Regions from separate parts of the Sus scrofa genome. Here region 2 is linked to region 1. A link is a contact called in public Hi-C data. All regions are on one chromosome and are shown on one strand. Each heading gives the region's core, a stretch centred on a gene start, on an enhancer-like site or on the middle of the called end of the contact. The rest is flanking DNA. Distances are from core to core; before and after follow the strand shown. Region 1 holds the start of MTSS1L (MTSS1-like protein). Region 2 overlaps VAC14 (protein VAC14 homolog).

Region 1 (3,793 bases), core at 325-2,824:
CATCTCCGTGCACACAGGGACCAGCACAGAGGCCCATGTGAATGATGCACACCCCCTGCCCCAATAAAGAAATGACAGAAAAGCCTCCACCCTTGCCTGGCCTGCTCCTTCCCATTGGTACCTCCCTCCAAGCTGCCCCGGCACCTTGCTGCCTGTTCTGTAGTTTGTTCTCATGGTGGCCTCAGGATTGCCAGGAGAGGCTGGTCACTCACTGCGCAGTTACCTGCCAAGGGTGTGGGCCTGGGGCCCAGCTCTCACCTCTAGGACAGGCCCCTTCTTCCTAGAGAGCCCCAAGCACTGGCCTGGCCCCCTGAACCCTGTCTTTCCAGGCACCTCATCTGGCTTTTCCATCCTGATTCCCCCCTGGGGGCGTGGGACATCTCCCCACTGGACGGATGAACTGAGGGAGCCTCCAGAGCTGCTGGATGAATGGCAGCTGGGGATCACTGGGGATGGAAGGGAAGACCCAGACCAGTGTGGGCGTGCCTCCCACATGCGCACCCTTTGATTCGACTAAATGAGCCTGAGCTCCCCAAACCTATAGGCCAGAGTCCGCCTGGCCCCAGGCTTTGGGAAGATTGGCCTAATGAGTTCCCAAGTGGCTATTGTGGGCCCCTGGAGTAGGAGAGAAGGATCTTGTGTGGGCTTTAACTCCAGAGCCCCAACATAGCCCTGGGAAGGTGGGCTTCCCTGCCTGGAGTCTCCAGGACAGGGCCACAGGGTGAACTCACCATGGCCCACGTGCACACACATGTACCCAGGAATCAGGGACTGGGGACAATTGCCCATCTCTGTCCTGCTGGTCCCACCCCCAAGGAAGAAGGTTCCCTAAGGACTAGGACACCATCGCCCCCAAAGGCCCAGCCTGGGCCCCCCCCCCCCCCCGTGAGAGGCGTCATCACTGGCACTGCTTGGAAAAGGAGCCAGAGAACTTCTGGAGAAGGGTCCAAACTCTTCTGTGCCTGGACCCCCGGGCACCGTGCCCCCCTGCTGAGTGTGCTGTATGCATCCTGCAGGATTGCACCCGAGGGCCCCCGTCCGCCCGCCGCCCTCTTGTAAAAGCGCTGGAACCAGCCCCCGTTCGGCCCGAGACCAAAGGACGGAGGCTGGTTTTGAGCTCCTTCCAGGGGGTGGGCGCTCAACCACGGGTCCCACTCCCGCGAGGGAGCCGGGCAGACCCCGCCTAGCGCCGTCCCCGACCCGCGATGGCGCCCGCGCCCGCGCCCGCCGGACCCGCTCGCCCGACCAGTCTGGCGGTGCCCGGGCTCGGATTTCAAAGCCCGAGCTCCCGGCGGTGAATGGGCCGGCGCTGGCCCGGCCTTTCCCACAGCCCCCTCCCGGCGCGGCGCTGCCCCTCCCTCCCTGCCGGCGGCCCGCCCTCCGTGCGCCCACGTGACGCCCGAGCCTCGGCGGCTCGGATTACGGCCGCCGCTCCAGTCTCCGCGCCGAGGCTGCGCCGCCAGCTGCCCGCGCCGCGCCCCCCACGCCGCCTGCCAGCCCCGCCGCGACATGGCCCACGCCGCCCCGCGGCGGCCTGCGATCCCCGAGCGCGGCGCGGCCGGCCGCTGAGCGCGGCCCGGAGGCGGCAGGCCCGGCCCGCCCTCGGCGTGAGCGCCTCCGCGGCCCGGGTCCTCGCGCCCTGCCTGCGCCCCGCCGCCACCGCTGCCGCCCGGCCGGAGCATGGAGACGGCAGAGAAGGAGTGCGGCGCCCTAGGCGGGCTCTTCCAGGCCATTGTCAACGACATGAAGGTGAGTAACGGGGCGCGGCGGGAACGGCCGCCCTGCGGGTGCGCGTGTTCGGGTTCAGGTGCGTGTCCCCCCTGGGGACGCGTGGCGGCGGCGGCAGTGCCCTGCCGTGTCCGTGCGCCGCCGTGTTTGTGTGTCCTTGTCTGAGCGCGTCTGGCCTGCGTCTGCCTTGCGCCTGGGTCTCTGGGTGCCCGTCCGGGGGGGTGTGGGTGCTCGCGTGTCGGGGTGTCCGTGGTCCATGCCCCGGGTCGCTCAGGTCGAAGCGCCCCTTGGGGTCCTGACCCGAGCCTGCGCACACGCGGGCTCCCCGCACCCCAGACCCCCAAACCTTGAGTGGTGTTTGGCGCCGGGGACGACACCGCGGCCCTTTACCGGGTCCAGGGTCTCTCCTGCCTCCGCCCCTACCACCACCATCCCCCGCCTTCCCCCGCCCCTGATGGCCCTGGAGCCCAGACAATGCTGTCACCGCCAAAGCAGGGGAAAATAATAAAGCGGGGAACCGTTAACTCCTTCCCTGCCGGCCTTGGCCTCTGCGCCCTCCCCGGCCGCTGCTGCCTTGGCCCCCGGTCTCCCAAAAAACAAGCCCTAGGAAGCTCCGGGACTCCAGGGTCTCCACGATGAGTGTCCCTGCATGCCAAGGCCTCTGTCCTCACTTTGGGAGGAGGAGGGAGTAGGTTGGGTTGATGCAGCGGCCCAAAGGGAGAGCCTGCTACTGCTGGAGGCTCTCAGCTCCCTTGATTGCCCAAGGTCAGGCTGGATCAGGCCGCCAATTCCTGGCTCACCAGGTGGGGAAACTGAGGCCTGGGAATGATTCAAGGTCATTAAGGAGACTCTTGGACACCGTCCCTGACCTGGCTCCTCACGGTTGATCTAGGGAGTGAGGGGATCCTCTCCAGAAAAGAGGCTGGGGTTGGCAGAGCTGACCCAGGCTGACTAGGCAGAGAGGAGGGCCAGCGTCAGTGACAGAGTGGGGGCCAGGAAGCAAAATTTCTACCTTTCTCCTCTGAGGCAGGACTGTGGGGCAGGGCAGAGAACTGGGCTCCCCAGAGGAACTCCCGAGAGCCCCCACCCTCGCAGCGCATCTCACACTCCCAAGTACAGAGCATAGAATCCTACAGTGACATCGCGGGCCCCTGGAGGACACACTACAGTGGCCCCGTGCAGGCCTTTTGGGGGGCTTCCAGTGCTGCCAGGGGGACAGCCCCAGGGACAGCTGCCACATCCCTGGCCCCCACCTCAGAAGAGACCCGGAGCCACTGTCACCTGGAGCTACAGGGTTAGCAGCATGTATAGGTGCTCCTGCCTGCCTCCACGTGGGTGCCCCCTGAGCGCTTCATCCCCTAACTACCCCCAGGCCCCTTCTGCCAGAGAAATTCTGGCCTCTCTCTGCCTTCAGCAACCCCTCCTGCCTGGTGGACATCACAGCCTTGGCACTGGGTTTCCTTCCTGGGACCAGGCCGCCCAGACCAGCCTCCCTCAGCCATTCCCAGGGCTGGGGTGGGGGTGGCGGGACCTTCCCACACCCTCCTCTTGCTGGCATCCTCCCCGCAAACACTGCAGAGGGCAGCAGCTTTTGCTCAGAGAGGAGGGGCAGGACTGTCTCCCTCCTTCTCCAGACAGTTCGTGAGGAACTTTGGGATGAGACAGAAGGGAACGGGCTCAGGCTGTAGCAAGGGATTCAGCAAGATTTTCCGACATGTGGAAGCAGACTGGGAGAGGTTTCACCTGGGGTGATGCCAACTCCTGATATTCCCCTCCCTGTGACACATGGATGTGTTTGGGCCAGGGATAGAGCAGGGGACCGGGCCACCTGGAGGCTGATCATCTGGATTTGGGAGGCATCCGTGACTTGAGCCACAAGCAGCAGAGTTTCCGTAGAGGAGGGTGGCCAGGTTGAAGAGACTGAGCTTGCCCGTGGGGCCCACCCGGCCTTCCTGGAGGGCCAGGTCCGGGCCGGGGGAGGAGGGAAGGCTGCACCTGAAGCCTGGAGGTCCTGGAGGAGGGCAGGAGCTCAGGGACAGGGAGGGGGTCCTCGGGACCTCTGCCT
Region 2 (3,793 bases), core at 516-3,015, 79 kb before region 1:
TTTTTATTGCCAAAGAGTCGTCCATTGTATGGCCATAGCACATCTTGCTTATCCATTCATCGTGTGGTAAACATTCAGATTGTTCTTGGCTGTTGTGAACAGTGCTGCTGTGAACACAGTGAACAAGTTTTGCTGTGGACGTAAGGTTTCATTTTCCTAGGAGTGCACCTGCTGGGTCACATTTAACTAAATGTGTTGAGCCTTTTGAGGAGGAACTACCAGACCGGTTTCCAAAGCAGCTGCACTGTTTCACATTCCTACCGGCGACATAGAAGGCTTCCTGTTTCTCCCCATCGTCTGCTACTGTTTTTTTCTCTCTTCTAGGGCCACACCCACAGCATATGGAGGTTCCCAGGCTAGGGGTCTAATCAGAGCTGTGGCCGCTGGCCTACGCCACAGCCACAGCAACATGGGATCCAAGCCACGTCTGTGACCTGCACCACAGCTCACGGCAACACCGGATCCTTAACCCACTGAGCAAGGCCAGGGATTGAACCCACAACCTCATGGTTCCTAGTCGAATTCATTTCCACTGTGCCATGACGGGAACTCTTGTTATCTTTTATTATTTTGGCTATGTAGTGGGTGTGAAATGGTATCTCATTGTGGTTTTGCTTTACATTTCCCTGGTGGCTCATGATGTTGAGTGTTCCAGAAGTCCCTTTTGCTATCCATTGCCCTTGAACCAACAATCCCTTCTGAGTTTTCCCAGGTGCGTTCAGCCCTGGCATCCTTCTCCTTATGAGATCACTGTGCCTACCATCCTGCAAGCATGGGCACTGTTGCGAAGCTTTGGGAAGTGACTAGGCACGGGGTCCTCAGGGTTCAGAGCCACATCCCTTTCCCAAAGCCAGAATCAAAGTGTGGGGGACTGGAGGGCCTGTGTGTCCTTGTAACAGGCATCTTGTTCATTCAAGAGACACCCACAGCCTTAATCATGATGCCCTGTTCCTCTTTCTGTCCCCAGGAGGGCCCGATGGTTCTTGTGACTCCAGCTTCGGTGGCAGCATCGGTGTCTTCTCTCCAGCCAGGTAAGTGATCTGTCCCAGCCAGAGGTGTGTGTGGAAAGCAAGTGACCTAGGTCTTTCCTGCGTGTGGCAGAGCCCCAAGGCAGAGTGCTTGGACCACCACTTGTGGGACACTGAAGATGCCAGATGAGGGAGTCTGAAGGGTACCCAGCAACCCCACCCAACTCGATTCTGATGGACAGACAGCCTCTTGGGAGGGATGAGAAGCTGTTGGAGGTGAATAAGTACAAGTTTAAGAACATAGATGATACGGAGTTCCTGTCCTGGCTCAGCAGTGATGAACCCGGCTAGTATCCATGAGGATACGGGTTCGATCCCTGGCCTCTTTCAGTGGGTTAAGGATCCAGCATTGCCATGAGCTGTGGCATAGTTCGTAGACTCGGCTTGGGTCCCGTGGTGTTCTGGCTGTGGTGTAGGCCCGCAGCTGCAGCTCTGATTCAGCCTCTAGCCTGGGAACTTCCATATGCCACAAGTGCAGCCCTAAAATAAAAAAAAAGAGAAAAGGGCAAAAAGAGGATGTAAGTAATGCACAGCGATTCTAGGGAGACACTTGCAGAGGCCTTTGCCCAGCCCCTTTTGCTTGTCTAGGATCACGCAAGGCTGAGATTGACCAGGGAAGGTTGTTGGAGAGTCCAGGGCAGTTGAGTGGGAAAGTGCGTGCATAGGTGTGGCTGGAAGAGCTGGCCTGTCGCTGATGCCAGGTTGGCTGTAGTAACGCAGCCTTCCACATGGGGGCAGTGCAGGCCAAGCAGCGAGCTAACCCCCTTCCTCGCCAGCCCCCTCCAAACTCTGCAGGATGATGACATTCCCCTGGGGAGGGAATTATCACCATTCCGTCCCTGTCTGAGTCCCCTAGACTTGCCCCATGTCACCCATTGGTGGCTTTTTCCACTTGGCTGTGGGGCTGGAACGGATGGCTCTTCTCTGGGAGGGTTTCTTTCTTTGGAATTCAGCACCGAACGTGCCCTGGGGGATCTGGTCACTCTTGAAGAGAAGATACGCGCTCCACTCCGAGGCTCCCTTCTCCCCTGAGCATTAGGATCTATTCTCCTTTGATATCATTTTAAAATTTATCCTTATCTCTAAGGATTCTGTGGGTGTTTTCAAAGTGTGCCAGTATTGATTATAAATATGGACTGTTCCTAGGACCTCTCCAAAATTATTTGAGCAAGTCGGTAAACATTCACTTACTCATTTCAGACACCTGCTTGTGTTCAGCCATTCAGGTTCCAGGAAACTCAGCCCCCAAATGTGGTCCCTGACTTTGAGGTTCTCCAGGGAGGCAGAGACGTAAGCGGGAAGTTGCTGGGAAGGGTAGTGATGATTGTGCTGGAGGCTCCAAGGGCGTTCGTGGGAAGTGATGGTGCCCCAGCCAAGGCCCGCTGGAACACCAGCTGACGGCCGTGGGCGTTCCCCGAAGGCTTCCTGGGCCCGGCTGTGCCAAAGGCTTCCTGTGGCATCGTTAGCTTTTGCGGGTGTTTAAATCCCATGGGGTCAGTAGTAGTATTATCTGCACTTTAGGGCTGAGGGGCAGGAGGTCGGGCTGCTGTGTAGAAAATGGATGTAGGGGGGACTCAGGTGGGTGCAGACTGGTCAGGGAGCCACTGCTGCTGTCCTGACAGGATGGGGACTCAGTCTGAAGGAAGCTGATAGGCTTGAGATCTCTTCTGAAGGTAGAATTGACAGGGTTTGCTGATGGGTGGGCTGGAGTGAGAGGAGGGAAATGAGGGAAAGAAGAACTTCTAGATTTGGGCCTTGAGCCAGATCAGGATATCCTGGTATCACTTTCCCGGCTGGGGCAGAAGGAGGAACAGGTGTGTGAGTGGGCCCGTCAAGAGCTGGGGTTCAGGCAGCTCTGAGCATCCCCCCAGGATGCAGGTTTGGAGATTGGCTTCCAGAACTCGGGGCAGAGGTCTGGACGGAGGTGCAGGGACTCCGGCATGTCCTGCAGTAGAATCTGCTTTAGTCCCTAAGGCTGTGGGAGTTGGGGGGGCAGACCTCCAATTTAGGAGACGCTCTGGCAGCGCCAGGGAGGGTAGACAAGGGAGGGGGACAAAACTAGCAGGAGAAAGGCCTGTGAGGACTTTGTCGTTGATCTAGGCCACCAGGGACCATCCTGCTCTGCGGGAGAGGCAGTGGGGTCGGAGGATGGTCCCGGAGGAGCAGAGATGGGACATAAGTGACTGCCTGTGAGGCGGGCATGGCCCTGCTGTCTAGCTTGGGAGGCAGAGGTCCGTCTGTGTACAGGAGGCCTTGGTTCCTATACTGTCGCCAGAGACCACCGGACTGGAACCAGCGTGTTGATTTGTACCCGTCATTCGGCAGCAAACGCCAATATTACCCTTTGAAAGTTTAAAAAAAAAAAAAAAGTGAGGGCAAATTTATCTAGTGCTTTGTTTCCCTCCAACGGAGGTGTCCTTGTGGCAGCTGCCCGTCTGCGTCACCAGCTGTGCCAGAGAGGAGAGCGGCCTTCAGAGTCATGAAACCTGAGCCCAGGCCCCCAGCCCCTGGAGGCGGCAGCTGAGGACGGGAGGGCCGGGTGCGGCTTCCGCCAGTTGGCGCTGCCAGAGGGGGACTGAGCTTGGCCGAGATGGCCTCTTCCGGGGTCACCAAGAAACCTAACCCACCCTGGCACCCGCAGGTGCCAGTTTCCCTCAGCGCAGGCCAGCCACCGGCAGTAGCATGACTGGGGACTCTCTCAGGACAGAGAAGCAGCCCTGCCTGGCAGAAAGCTGCCAGGAGGCTGACACTCCTGAGCCTCTGGG

The links. A called contact is a pair of places that touch in the nucleus more often than the background predicts.
Region 2: a contact with region 1 is called in a Hi-C map of fetal skeletal muscle, with 5 times the contacts expected there. The contact joins the enhancer-like site here to the promoter of MTSS1L in region 1. A contact is called at or near these places in 4 of 5 promoter capture datasets (fetal liver, fetal skeletal muscle, liver and 1 more), 28 of 47 Hi-C or Micro-C datasets (adipose tissue, alveolar macrophages, blood and 16 more) and 1 of 2 datasets of contacts at active chromatin or transcription factors (skeletal muscle).

The regions. Positions count from the first base shown.
Region 1 is chr6:13,680,092-13,683,884 of Sscrofa11.1, reverse strand. It overlaps MTSS1L (MTSS1-like protein), which reads left to right and starts at 1,574. Exons shown (of 15, transcript XM_021093811.1): 1 at 1,574-1,749. The coding sequence starts at 1,681. It overlaps VAC14 (protein VAC14 homolog), which reads left to right. Exons shown (of 19, transcript XM_021093808.1): 19 at 1-85.
Region 2 is chr6:13,759,578-13,763,370 of Sscrofa11.1, reverse strand. It overlaps VAC14 (protein VAC14 homolog), which reads left to right. Exons shown (of 19, transcript XM_021093808.1): 10 at 968-1,031. Among named protein-coding and RNA genes, the nearest start is that of TRNAG-GCC, 6.4 kb to the left of the region's middle. Within about 2 kb of position 1,765, at least 6 of the 83 cell types and tissues checked have an H3K27ac peak or open chromatin away from gene starts, as enhancers often do. A contact at or near this core is called in fetal skeletal muscle and skeletal muscle, where this site is marked.